Linked DNA regions of Cricetulus griseus: region 1 is linked to region 2. Evidence: chromatin contacts called from public Micro-C data. All regions are on one chromosome and are shown on one strand. Each heading gives the region's core, a stretch centred on a gene start, on an enhancer-like site or on the middle of the called end of the contact. The rest is flanking DNA. Distances are from core to core; before and after follow the strand shown.

Region 1 (6,461 bases), core at 2,099-4,598, 150 kb before region 2:
TACAGACACTCTGGGGTGGCTAATGTTCCAGTCAGGAGATGACTTCCAAGTGTGTTTGGAGTAAGACAAGCACCCACAGTGCTGAGATCTGTATAAGAGGACAGGTCCCTGCTTTCAAATTTCATTGGGTATCAATCAAAGATCCAATACTTTAGAAGTACTCTACTGCAGCTTTAGGTCTCAGTCCCAATGACAATACACTATATGTCCTATAGGTGGACGCTATAAGATGGGTTATCTGGTGACAGACTCTTGACTCTCAGGACTTTGCAGTTATCTTGGGGAGACGGGCTCAGCAGTAGGCTCCCAAGGCAGAGAGCTACTACCTATTGTACCCTCCACTCTCTGAGATGCCCCTCTCTGCTGCTGCCTTAGCTCCTCCTGATGTCTGTTTCCAGCCATCTTCCCCTACATGATTGCCTACCATGCTGTCTGCCACTTGGGGAATGTGACAAGTTGTCTCCAGGCTCCTGACTTGTTGTTCTTCCCTGTCATTAAGCCCCTTGTGTACATCAGTCTTAAACAACAGGTTCCCTTCCGAGATGGTAATATCCACAGCTCTCTGAGTCACAGGGAATGACAACAAATGAACTTCTGCACAATACAGCTCCCACCCATCCTGGTGCCATTGTTCATTTTGTCACATCAGAACACAACAAATGGCATTAGAGTTGTAACTGACAAACATCTTCCATATTTAGCAGGGTTTCCAATAATGTGATTTTTCTCAAACTAAATCCGTCACCTTTCAATTCATTCAATATGCATTTCCAAAGAAGACACCATACTCAAGCGCCTGTCACAGACTGCAGAGTCACTTTCCTCACCCCCACCTGAGTAGCTTTCAGTCCTGATGATTGCATGCAGAGGTTCTCCACCAGGCCTTCCCTGAGCCCCCAGGTTTTTGGGCTTCACACTCATTTTGTTCTTGCGTTGTTTGGATGGGCTCTCAGTCTGGTGTCTGTCTTTCTGTCTCTGACCTTAAGGATTCCAGTCCAAGTAAGGTTCTGGGCGGCTAGAGGCAAGGGCCCAAATGGAGAGCTGTCAGCTGTCTTCATCCGAGTTCGCTCTAGAAGCAAACCTAAACAAGGATGGTTGGAAGTAGTTTACTTGGGATGGTCAGAAGTAGTTTACTTGGAATGTTCTCCAGAAACCCTTAGGGGATACATATGTGAGAAGGGAGGGAAGCTGTGGCATGAAGTATATTGAGCATCACATGAACCACATTCTCATTTGAGGTCTTCATTGGCCATCCCCCTCAGTCTTAGGATGAAGGCTATTGGGGACCGGTTCTTCAGGTCTACTGGAAGAGCCAGAGATGCTCTCGAGCCAAACAGTGCAGATGCTGGTGGTGTGAAGTGGAGTCAGGTGGGTTGGTGCTAGAGCTAAAGCCCAGTCGAATCTACATCGTTTTCTCCAGGGTCGAGGCTCCAGGTTAATACAGTGACATGCTATCCTGTGTCTGAACCATATGACCCTAGACAGCCATGCTCAAAGTCTACAAATGTCTCCTTATCCAAAGAGAGTTTGAAAGCCAGATGTGGTGCTCCTGGTGACTCCTGCAACCTTTGATTTCATTCCAGAAATAAGATGCCACCAAGAGCATGCCATGTTTGGGACAAGAGGGTTCTCTGTCTTGCCAATGGCTGATGAGATAAATGGATTTGGGTTTTCAATATGGTTCAGTGGTCAGAATGGAATTTAAACAATTTATACACATGAATGGGTGTTATTATAAAAAGCTACTTATTTAGAACATTATATATATTCTTGCACAGTTGACTCTCCATACTGGCTGGTTTTGCTTGGATCCAAGAATTTGAATAACTCCAGATAGAAAACATTTGATGGTAGAGACATAGCTCAGTAGTTAAGAGCACTAGCTGCTCTCAAAGAGGGCTGGGATTTGATTCTCAGTATCCACATGGCAGTTTACAGCAATCTGTAACTCCAGTTCTAGGAGATCTAACACCTTCTTCTGGCCTCCGTAGGGTTTGCACAGACATACAAGCATACATAAAATAATAAAAAAATTAGCCAGGCATTGGTGGTTGCACACCTTTAATCTCAGCACTTGGGAGGTAGAGGCAGGTGGATCCTTGTGAGTTGGAGGCCAGCCTGATCTACAGAGCGAGTTCCAGGACAGGCTCCAATGAAATACAGAGAAACCCTGTCTTGAAAAGAAACAAAAAAAATTTAATATTTGAGGAAAATAGGTCTGTATTTATTTAATGTGCACAAACACCTCATTATCTCACAAATAGCAACTGGTTGTTGTTGTTGTTGTTGTTGTTGTTGTTGTTGTATTTGAATTGGTTATGCCATCTAGAGGTGATGTATCTTATGCAGGAGGATGTGCACAGATTATATGCTGGGTACCATTTATGGAAGAGTCTTGAAAATGTGAGTTTGGTAACTTGTGAGGTCCTGGAACCTGCCCTTCTATGGATACTGAACTAAGACATGCCTGTGTATGAAAAGCAAGTAGGAAGGGGAAAGGGTCACGATCCCCTGAACAAATTGAGAGCATGGGAAGAGGGGGAGGGGAGCTACGAGAATGAGAAGGGAAGAGGAGGAAGGATGAAGAGGTCATGAGGGAGCAGAAAGGTTGAGTCAGGTATAGATTAGAAGAAAGGATATGTGATAGGTAGGGTTTTAGTTGGGGGGTGGTAGGGGAGGAAGGGAGGTAGAAGGGAACTGGGATAGTCATGTAATTCAATCTTGTTTGTAATTCAAATAAAAAACGGCAAAAACTCAAAAAATGAATAAATAAAGTAAAAAAAAAATCATGAAAGCATGCAACACCACTGTCCATGATAAAAAAAAAGAAAAAAGAAAAAAAACGAAAAGAAAAAAGAAAAGCAAGTAGGTTTGGGGAAATGATATTCTTAAATGCAGTAAATAGGTTTTTATTATTATTATTATTATTATTATTATTATTATTATTGTTATTATTGTTATTATTATTATTATATACAAAACTCTGAGTTGCAATAGAAGTATGGCCTTTGCCTAGATCCAGATCTCTTCTTAAAACTTATTTTAAGAATTACCCTATTCTAGAAAGAGAACAAATGCAGTAATCATGCCTGAGATTGCTAAGAAACAGAATTCTACAAACTTCAGGTTCCCTGCAAGAGGTAAACACAGTGGTCTTGAGGAAGGGGTCTCTGGGAGAGATGGAGGGTGCCTCTGGAGACTTCATGATGTTGAGAAAGTCAACAAAAGAAATAAAATTGAGGATCTTACAGAAAGCAAAGGCAATCAATCATAGCAGAGGCCAACCCTGAGAGCAGACCCAGCCAATAAAGAAATGACATGATTTTAACACTAGAGGTCGTATTTGAATCAGGAAACCCACTCAGCCACCCAAGTACTGCCCTTGCTTGCACTCGCTCTAACTACTGGTCTAGAAAAGGACACAGGGTGCAAACCCAGAAAATAGAGAGGATTCAAGCAGAGCTACAGCCTGAAGAAAAAGGAGTTTGAGAGTCAAAGCATTTCCCATCATAAATATCACAAATGTTCTCATAGCATCTTAGGCATGTACTCACACACACACACACACACACACACACACAATCAGTCAATCAATCTTTTTTTTTTTTTTTTTAAAGTGAGGGTGGAGAGATGACTCAGTGATTAAATGCTCTTCTAGAGGATCCAGGTTTGATTCCCAGAACCCAAAGAGCAGTCCACAAGGTCCTCTTCATGCACATAGTACACAGACATACATGCAGGCAAAACACTCATTCCCATAAATAACGATGGTGATGATGATAATAATCATAATATAATAGATTTAAAAGGAAAAGAAAAATGAGAATGCTTATAGTGTTTTTGCATGTGTTGCTTTGTGATCGTTGTTAACTTTAGACTATGAGGAAGGTAGTATTCTTCCAACAAAGTTAAGAAACAGCAGCACTCATTCAGCCTCTGTGTTCTCTTGGACACTGTACCATCAAGATGAAAAGTCTTTTCCATTCTCCTCAAACCTGTGTGTGGCTTCGTGTCTCACTTGTACCTACTAGAATGGGGCAGAAATTTTGCCACATTCTTTCTGAGGATAAATTGGAAAGGAAAAGATAACAGGGTGTCCATTTTGCTTTCCTAGATCTGTGAGCTGCATCAGCTAAGCAGATAGACTGTTCTGAGACTACATGCTATAAGGAAGCCTAAATTAGCCAGAGAGACCAATGACAAAGCCCTGAACCACAGGGAGACATGACCTACTCCTACAGGCCAGCTGCCTGACCACACCTCCTCCCATCCCCCAGCCTCACATCCCAGCTCCATCTACCATCTGGCCACAACCTCATGTGATACTCTCAGCCAGAACTGCTCTGCCAAATTCTTCTGGAATTCCAGACCCCCGGAAACCATGGCAATAAGAAAATGAGTATTGTTTGAAGCCACCGAGTCTTATGGTCTTATTACACAACAATGAATAATTAGGATGAATATATTCTTAAGTAATAACAGTGAGTTCCAGAGAAAAACAGCAGCTTGCTTAACAACATTTTATGTTAGTTGTTGTTGTTTTGGACACTTTTCGAAGAAGCTGAGAGAGTAGGGAACGTGTTTTTGAGAAGAATTATGTCCCTCTTAGACTCATCTCATAAATTAACCTTTCCCATCGAGCAGAATTGAGATATTTTTAGATGCCTTCCTTTTCCTTTTGTCTTTCTGTTTTGTAGCTGTGAGGCTGTAACTCTCCATTGCTTTTGGCAAGAGCTGTGGAGTAGATTGTTTGTTAGAACTATCTACTTTGCCCACTGATGGAACAAAGCTGAAAAGATGCTGGGTTCATAGTACATTGCACTGACGTATGGTTTTGTTTTTCCCAGACTGGATGTGAGATTCATGTGTGATTATATCTGTGAACATAATTTGGTGGCATATAGGAGAATATAGTGGAAGCCCCCAGGAAGGCAGAGCCCACCAATTGCCCGGGGAGGGGAGGACCACAATTGAGAACATCTTTTGACTCCATAGCTATCAGGAATGAGCCACTTCTTAGCTACTCTGTCTTCAAATTCATCTGCATTAAACTTGGTGAAGCCCCACTTCTTTGAGATGTGGAGCTCCTTCCTGGTGGCAAGGGGAATTGAACTCGGTTCTAGGCAGGACCTTAATCACATGTTCTTTATTCTGCAGCTTGGTGTATCAGATGGACCTGATGACCTAGTGGGTTCGAACCCTGGTCACTGTGTGCTAGGGCTTCCCAAAGGCACTATACATGCCTATCTAGAGTCTAGTCTGGGGGCAGCATTGAGATTAGGGGTATGAGGAGCTGCTAGGAAATTGTCTTGAAGGTCCCTTAGGAGAACAGGCTGTATACGTGCCCAACAAGGCTGCTGTTTGCCACCAGTGCACACTAGGTCTCCATGGGATGTTTTGTTTTTTAAGTTAGTATTAAAACTGAAAGGGAAATTTTACTTTAGTTGTCTGAAGCAAGAGAGAAAATTATAAGGGATTCATGAAATCTCATGGAAAATAATCACCAATTTTTAAAAACAGAGTTATAGGAATTAAGACCCACTCTGCTCTCAAGGGTTTCTGATGAAGGCCAGCATTGTGTTGCTCCCAGAAACAAAACATATCCAATAGCTTAGGCCATAATAAAGAGAAGTAACTTCATATTGAGTATTAGAGTAAGATTTCACTCTTCGTAGTATGGAGTCCAATGCTATGGAGTTAGAGTGTTTTCATTTCTCTTCCTGTTGCTGTGATAAAATGCCTGAAAAAAAGCAACTTCAGGGAATAAGGGTTTCCTCTGACTCACAGTTCAAGGGTGTAGTCCATCATGGTGTGAAGTCAAGGCAGCAGAACTTGAAGTAATTTGTCATGGCACATCCACCATCAGAAGGCAGAGAGAAAAGAGTGGATTCTCCATTACAGTCTAGTATCCCAGCCAAGAAAGGGTGACACCCATAGTGGGTGGATCTTTTCACCTCAATTAATGCAATCAAAATATTCCTCCATAGCCATTTACCCCATCTCTCAGGAGATTCAAGACTTTGTCGAGTTGACAGTTAGCACTAACCATCACAACCCTACACTTTGTCAACTTGGTACTCAAACACATCATTTTAAAGCCATGATCTTCCATCCCTTGTCCCCATAAATTCATAACTGTGTTATAAAAGAAAATGTATTTAGTGCAACTTTAAAAGTTCCCCATAGTCTTCAATAATTCCAGCACTTTAAAAGTCCAACATCTCTTACCCATGAGCTCCTATAAAATGAAAACCAAGTTACATACTTCCATATGACAGCACAGAATAAAAATTCCTATTCCAAAATAGGGGAATCAGGGCACAACAAAGAAAAGCCAAACCAAAGCAAGATCAAAATCTGGCAGGAAAAACATCAAATCCTGTAGCTCACAGTCTGGCATCTGGGGCACATAATGCAATAAACTGGGCTTCAAAGGTTTGGCCAGCTCCACTCCTGCCACC
Region 2 (7,336 bases), core at 2,536-5,035:
TTTGTCTGCTCCCTCCGCTCCAGTGATCAGTTCTGCAAAGCAAGCACCTTTATTCACTGAGCCATCTCACTGCTGGCCCTCTTATATTTTTATTTATTTTATTTTATTTTTGAGGCAAGCTGTTCTGGAATTTGCTGTGTAGGCCCTGCTGGCCTGAAACTTCTGATCCTCCTGCTTAAGCCTCCCCGTCACAGATAGTGCTGAGATTACAGGTGTGCGCCTCCACACCAGCTGGCTTCAAACAGTCTTTATTTCCCCCTCACGCATAATGGTTTTCCATAGTTTGTGATTCTTCCCCTAATTCTATACATAGCTTACCTGTTTGTATCCTGTTTATGTTTACAGGCATGGTGCTCCATTCTGACAGGGACTCATGTTTTGTTCCTGGCCCAGAACGAGGTCTGTTTATTGTAGATAAATGATAATAAACATTTGTGAAGGGAAAGAGTAGATAATTACTTTTTTCTAAGGCCAAAACCACTACCAAAAAAAAATTAATACACCTTTGTGTTCAGGTCATGATTGTCATTGAATATGACTTTCTCCTGGGCAGGGTTTTATGCTGAGCCCTGTGCTAATGTTAGGAGTTCTTAGAGTTTGGTTTTCAGCCTTGCATTAAAAAATGAGCCATGGCCGGGTGTTGGTGGCGCACGCCTTTAATCCCAGCACTCGGGAGGCAAAGGCAGGTGGATCTCTGTGAGTTTGAGGCCAGCCTGGTCTCCAGAGCGAGTGCCAGGATAGATAGGCTCCAAAGCTGCATAGAGAAACCCTGTCTCAAAAAACCAAAAAAAAAAAAGAAAGAAACAAACAAACAAACAAAAAATCTAAGTATGAAGTGTGTAATATAATGAGGTCTCCAGAGATCCCTGTATACATCCATGTTAGAGTACACTAGCCAGCCCCAAAGCACAGTAGAGACTTTGATCTCCAACACACAGGGGCCACATGAGTGATCTCTAATTGGAAAATGTCACAATGAAACTGTATGTGAGAGGCCAGCAGGGGATTAAGTATTGAACATGCCTGTCTAGAGAGTGACAGCCCAGCATTATGATGGGCATCTAGCTAAGTGGGGCATGCTGCTTTCGAGGGGTGATGGACATCCTGATATGAATTCTACACACCCAATGCTACCCAGCAGGGAATCTGGACCCTTGGCACAGATTCAATCAGGCAGCTTTATGTCTTGGCCTGTCCCCAATGTGATAATTCAGATGAGAGTCACCAAAAGAGAGAAGCTCTGGTTGGATGTGGTATGGTGTCAACTTGCCATGTTTTGGACAGTTTAATGTGAAACGTCTCACATTAAATGAAAATGAATGCATGAGTGCATCACCAGCTATGTAATTACAAACATTCTTTCTCTTTCTTTTATGTGTATATCAGGGATGTTCTGCCATTCACCTTGAAGTTGCCTTATGCCATTTCAACAGCCAAGACGGAGTCTCAGCTTGAAGAACTAGCCCAACTGGGACTAAGTAAGTGGGTACCCCTGCCTGGGTCAATCTTAGAATAAATCCATGAGTAGTATTCCTTTTGGGCTGCCCCATGGCTCCATCACCCCATCAAACACACAATTGTAATAAAAAAGAACCCCACTTTCATGGCAAAATGTAGCTCTCAGAACCCAGAGGTGCCTGAATCACACATTCTGGGATTCTTTACCAAAGTTCAATGTTCATCCCTCACTCAGATACCAGGGTTAAGTGTGCCTGGGTAACTCCTAAATCTCCTAGCTTATCCCTTCAAACTATTAAGGCTCCCCAGATGTAGAGCCCAGCATAAGACCCACCAAGGTCTTCTCTTTCTGCAGCATCTTGCTGGAGAAAGGCACACTAAGAGAAAGAGAGGTCCAGTGGTAATCTCAGCATTCACATGCATGGCTTTTATCCTAAGAGGCACACAGACACGGGTGACACTCTGGCGCTGTGAGGAGTGATGACAGCATCTCAGTGACATGGCTCTCTTTCCCTCTTACTCAGCTCCCATCCTGCTGCTATGGGCCATGTCATTCATCCCACCAAAGGTCCTCACTCTGTCAGCTCGCACTGACTTCTGTAGTCTGCCTCTTTGCTGATTTCCCTCAAAGCCCCACAATTCTGCCAGAATGTGGCTGACAGTGAACACACAGTTCACCTGGTTTGACTTTTTCCAAGTGCTCTGGCAGAATCAGTATGGATTTAACTTTAGTTAAATATTTTCCTCCTAGATGAAGAGGGGAATTTCTTTTAAGATTTTAAGACTTTGGTCTTTGGGTAGGTTAACAATCATACCCCAGTATTCAAATGGAAGTTTGGGATTTTTAAAGCCTCATACCTAGGTGTCTAGAACCTAAAAACCTCTCTGTCTGTCTGTCTGTCTGTCTGTCTGTCTCTCTCTCTCTCTCTCTCTCTCTCTCTCTCTCTCTCTCTCTCTCTCTCACACACACACACACACACACACACACACACACACACACACACACACTGCAACCCCACCCCATCTCGCCCCCATAGGGATGGGACCCTTGAATGCAATTTTCCTCTGTGTTGGGTTTTAATGCTGAATGTGTAAAACTTCAAGTAGATTGTGTAACATCCCTCAGGCCCAGCTGCTGGTCCTTCCTCATAAAGGAGAACTTGGAGGCCAGATGAACTCCTTGGCTGGCAGCTGCCTCTTTGGAGGGCACCCTGGAGATGTTGATTGGAAAGAGTGGTGTTGCTGTCCAGGCTCAGTGAGATTTTGAAAAGCAAGCTCAGTGGTAGCCCTGTGCCCTTTGTGAGCTTATCCTGGACACATTCCAATTCTCTTTGTCCTTCTTACCTGGGTGAAGGGCTAGGCTGGAGCTGTTAGCTCAGCCAACCTTTCTCAAAGGCTTTGAAGGTGAGAAGTCCCTGGAGTTTTCCTGTGAGCCCATAGCTGGGTCTGCCTGCCTTTCTGCCTTTTCCAGTAAGGGAGCATAATGAAAGGGGGAGAGAGGAATCAAAGGAGAAAAGCAGACCCCAAGTTAAACCTCTGTTGACCTACAGATTCTGTGTGTGTATGTGTGTGTGTGTGTGTGTGTGTGTGTGTGTGTGAGAGAGAGAGAGAGAGAGAGAGAGAGAGAGAGAGAGAGAGAGAGAGAGAGACTTGTAAAGGAATGGCCCAACTACACTATATTTACATTCTTGTCTTCACTGATAATGACTTTCAGATTTTTGGAGCTCCTCAGCTGACAACAAACCCCCAAACTCCCCACCTCCCCATAGGCCTCTCTCCTCAGCCGGCATCTGTCCTGCCTCCTTGCGTCAGCTCTGCCTTATAAATGGAGTGCATTCTATAAAAACCAGGACGCCTTCGGAGCTGGAGTGCAGCCAGACCAACGGAGCCTTGTGTTTTATTAATCCTCTTTTCTTGAAAGTGCACAGCCAGGACCTCAGCCCAGGCCCAAAGCGGCCGAGCACAAGGACTCCCAACGCGAATGGCACCGAGAGGCCTCGCTCGCCCCCACCCAGGCCCCCGCCACCCGCTATTAATAGTCTACACACAAGCCCTGGGCTATCCAGGACTGAACCCCAGACGAGCATGCCAGAAACAGTCAACCATAGCAAACATGGGAACGTAGCTCTGCTTGGAACAAAACCAACTCCCATCCCTCCACCCCGGCTGAAGAAGCAGGCTTCTTTTTTGGAAGCAGAAGGCAGCGCTAAGACCTTGACCGCCTGCCGGCCCAGTCGGAGTCCTGAGCCAGAGCCTGAGCCGGAGCCGGAGCTGGGCACAGCTGGGCACGCAGGTGGAGCCCCGCCTAGGGACGCCCCCGGGGATTGCACAAGGGCGCCGCCGCCCGGCTCTGAATCACAGCCACCACCGTGCCATGGAGGCAGGCAGAGGCTGAGCGACATGAGCCTTTCCACTTCCTCCTCCGACTCGCTGGAGTTCGACCGGAGCATGCCTCTGTATGGCTACGAGGCCGACACCACCAGCAGCCTGGAGGATTACGAAGGGGAGAGTGACCAGGAGACCATGGCACCTCCCATTAAGTCAAAAAAGAAGAGGAACAGCTCTTTTGTGCTGCCCAAGCTCGTCAAGTCCCAGTTGCGAAAGATGAGCGGGGTGTTCAGCTCCTTCATGACCCCTGAGAAGCGGATGGTCCGCAGGATAGCCGAGCTGTCCCGGGACAAATGCACCTATTTCGGGTGCCTGGTGCAGGACTACGTGAGCTTCCTGAAGGAAAACAAGGAATGCCATGTGTCCAGCACTGACATGCTGCAGACCATCCGACAGTTTATGACCCAGGTCAAGAACTATTTGTCCCAGAGCTCGGAACTGGACCCCCCTATTGAGTCGCTGATCCCAGAAGACCAAATTGGTAAGTGCCTTTCTTCCCCACTTTCAAATCTGCTGTAACTCTTGTCTGATGGCGCATCTTGTTAGTTGTTTTGGGCGAAGTTTACTCTAAAGTTACAAATGACTCAATCTCCCACCTGATTTGAATGGAAAGAGCTCCCTTTTAAGGCAGATGCTACACATCAAGCTGCAAATGTTTGTACTGCTTTGGAAGGTCCCAGTTGCTGACTCCTCTTGCCCTATGTGTGTGCATGACACATCTGTTGAGCATTTTCTGGGTGTGCATCTCTCTGTAAGCTGCAAACTTATAGACAGTTATTTTTGCTGCCTTTTGAGAGGCTGTCGGTGTTTTGTTTTGTCGCAGCATATGTTAGAAGTGTGAAGACGGGTAGGAAAAGCACACCTGTGTACCCTCCCCAGCCCAGAAAGCAGAACACAGACCAACACTTGGGACCTGAGACCCTTTGTCAAGTGTAACCTCGCTGCTGGCTTTGACCCTACAGAGTCTGTATCAGGCTTAGTTTAAGAATAAGCAAGAAATGGGAAAGACAAGTTTATTTGTTGTACCTTTGCTATAAGTGACATAATTTGGAGATCACATGAAAGGCATTCTCTCCAGAGTCAAGGGGAAATGCTTTCTCTGTGACCTCACAGAAGGACTCAATTGTGAATAGTTACTTTGGTAAGCAGCTTGCCAAGGCAAATTTGAATTTGGCAAGCAGACTTTTTTTCCAGAGCAAAGAGTATCCAAGTTTTTTGTCTTGCTTTGTTTTAATTTCAGAGGGTTGACTCTAAAAGGTTAATTTCAGAGACTTCATTCAGTGGGTAGCAACAGCCAAGAGTTTGCAAACATTTCCATGGTTTAGCTAAACTCGGATTTCTTCTTTCTGATTGGGTGTGTTTGCTGAAAGTAGTAAACAGTGTGTGGTAGAGCATGTCTCTCTCTCTCTCTCTCTCTCTCTCTCTCTCTCTCTCTCTTCTACTTTGAATTTGAGCAGCTCTTTGATTTGGTCACAAAAGACTCAAAGCCCTGTTTGTTTTCTTGTGGTGCTCTGACCTAGCCCAGGGTTGTTTGGGCGTGGTTAGAAGAGCTGGGGTGCTAGGGAGAGAGCAGCTGAAAGGAATGTGTCTTTGTGAAGTGTCTCAGGGTTGAAAGGCTTCAGGAGACCTCCTCAGAATGCAAAGTAGCCACAGAAGTTGCCTTTTCCCCCTGCAGCCCTAGAGTCTTCCCTCTGATGAATACCATCTCCAAATTCATAGTCACGGTTACCCTACCCGAAAGAGAGGCTTCCTCCCAGGACTGAGGAAGCTCAGTTTCTAGGAGGCTATTGGCAGGAGTGAGCTACATTTGCAGATGGCACCAGCCAGCCTCAGCCTGGGCTTCCTCAATGATGTCTTAAGCACCAATACTTGTAAGAAAGTCTTAGGAAGGTTTGCCTGTCAGGGGTGTGTGTGTGTGTGTGTGTGTGTGTGTGTGTGTGTATACACAAGTGTGTGTGCATGGGGGTGTCTGTGTGTGTATCTATGTATGTGTATACGTGTGTGTGTGTGTGTGTGTGTGTGTAGGTGTGTGTGTGTAGGTGTGTGTGTGTGTGTGTGTGTGTGTGTGTGTGTAGGTGTGTGTGTAGAACTCAAAATCTCATCCTCTTCAAAAACATCCAGAAAATTATAATTCTTATTTTAAAATTGAAGTCCCTACTGAGAAAGGTAGCCCACATCTGTAGAGCCTCCCAGACAAGCTGGGCAGCCTGAACAAGCTGCTTCAGTGGGTGCTCCCCACTCCCCCTCCACACACACCCCAGTCAAAATGCACTCTATCCCTTGAGGGATTGGGGAAGACAGGTGATATGTCAGCCCACACCCCTAGTAGCTGGCAAGGCCAGAACTTGAACTGGTATGAAGCTGTACTACGTGACACTGACCAACCTTGAACCCTCTTAGTCTTCCTGCCTCAGCCTTCCAAGGGCTAGGTTTGCAGGCATGAGCCACCACCTGTGTTAAGTCCCCATTGTGCCAGCCTACCTCTACTTCTTGTGTTTAAGTTTGGTCATTAGGGGAGTTGTGACAGTTTACTGGTCCTTTGCTGTGGCTAAATACCTATAGAAACATCGTCCTGCTTTGTATTGGTTTTGCCTTTTGGTTGCTTGGTTGATTTTATTTGTTTAAGTCAGAAGTCTTGCTTTATTGTTTAGCCTATTTGCACAGTCTGGCTTCCAGCAGTCCTCCTGCTCAGTTTCAGGAATAGCTGGGACTACAGGAGTGTGCTGCCATGTCCAGCCTGGTTTGGGGTGTTTTGTGGTTTTTTTTAAACATTTGCCTGAAGGCAGGCAGCTTTTCCTGTTGCTTCATGAATGAAAAACATAATGTTTTGAAAGGGCTTTGAAAAGCACCAGGCTTTTGAAAGTAAGGGGAAGGCTAGTGTAGCAGAGGTCAGCCTGAGAAACTGTACCAAGGGGAAGAAGTGATCCTAATTATTAGAAAGTCAGTCCTCTTCGATGTGAAAGTGAAATTGATTTAACCAGTCATCTGTGTTTTACATTTTGTTATATGAATGGCTGGGTGGCTTACTAAGGACTTGTTAGCACAGTGACACTTTTGAAACTCATAACCCAAAAGCTGGTATGTTTCTGCATATATCGCCCATAATTTGCCAGTTCAAAGAGAAGCCAAGCTGTGTAGAGCTATGGACAGAAGGTGAGCCCAAGCCTGTAGGGGAGTGGCATGCAGCCCAGATCTCCTCACCTCTATTGTATGTGTGCTTTTTCCCACATCTCACTTCCTGGTAGGAAGACTGGGATCTTCACTGCTGTGAAGCAGTAGTACTTCCATGCTATCTACAGAATTCCAAGCCTCAAGTTTGTTCTGAACAGGTGTCTGCCAGTGCTGGGAAGGCTTTCCAAGAATGCCATTTGGGTTTCTCCACTTTAAAGAATTTCATCCAGTCTTTCTTTCTGGAGGTCTGACTTTAGGAAACAGGAATTCTAATTTAATCCCAGACTCCCAGAACATCCATTCTAAAGCCACAGAAGTG

The links. Hi-C and Micro-C count contacts between places; a contact is called where the count stands out from the background.
Region 1: a contact with region 2 is called in a Micro-C map of the CHO-K1 cell line, with 3 times the contacts expected there. The contact joins two enhancer-like sites. A contact is called at or near these places in 2 of 8 Hi-C or Micro-C datasets (the CHO-K1 cell line and fibroblasts).

Annotation. Positions count from the first base shown.
Region 1 is chr6:33,306,663-33,313,123 of CriGri-PICRH-1.0, reverse strand. All of the region lies in intron 1 of Rin2 (ras and Rab interactor 2), which reads left to right. Among named protein-coding and RNA genes, the nearest start is that of Rin2, 28 kb to the left of the region's middle. Within about 2 kb of position 3,348, at least 2 of the 6 cell types and tissues checked have open chromatin away from gene starts, as enhancers often do. A contact at or near this core is called in the CHO-K1 cell line, where this site is marked.
Region 2 is chr6:33,151,735-33,159,070 of CriGri-PICRH-1.0, reverse strand. Rin2 (ras and Rab interactor 2) reads left to right here. Exons shown (of 13, transcript XM_027421601.2): 8 at 1,387-1,478; 9 at 3,173-4,327. Among named protein-coding and RNA genes, the nearest start is that of Naa20, 42 kb to the right of the region's middle. Within about 2 kb of position 3,785, at least 6 of the 6 cell types and tissues checked have open chromatin away from gene starts, as enhancers often do. A contact at or near this core is called in the CHO-K1 cell line, where this site is marked.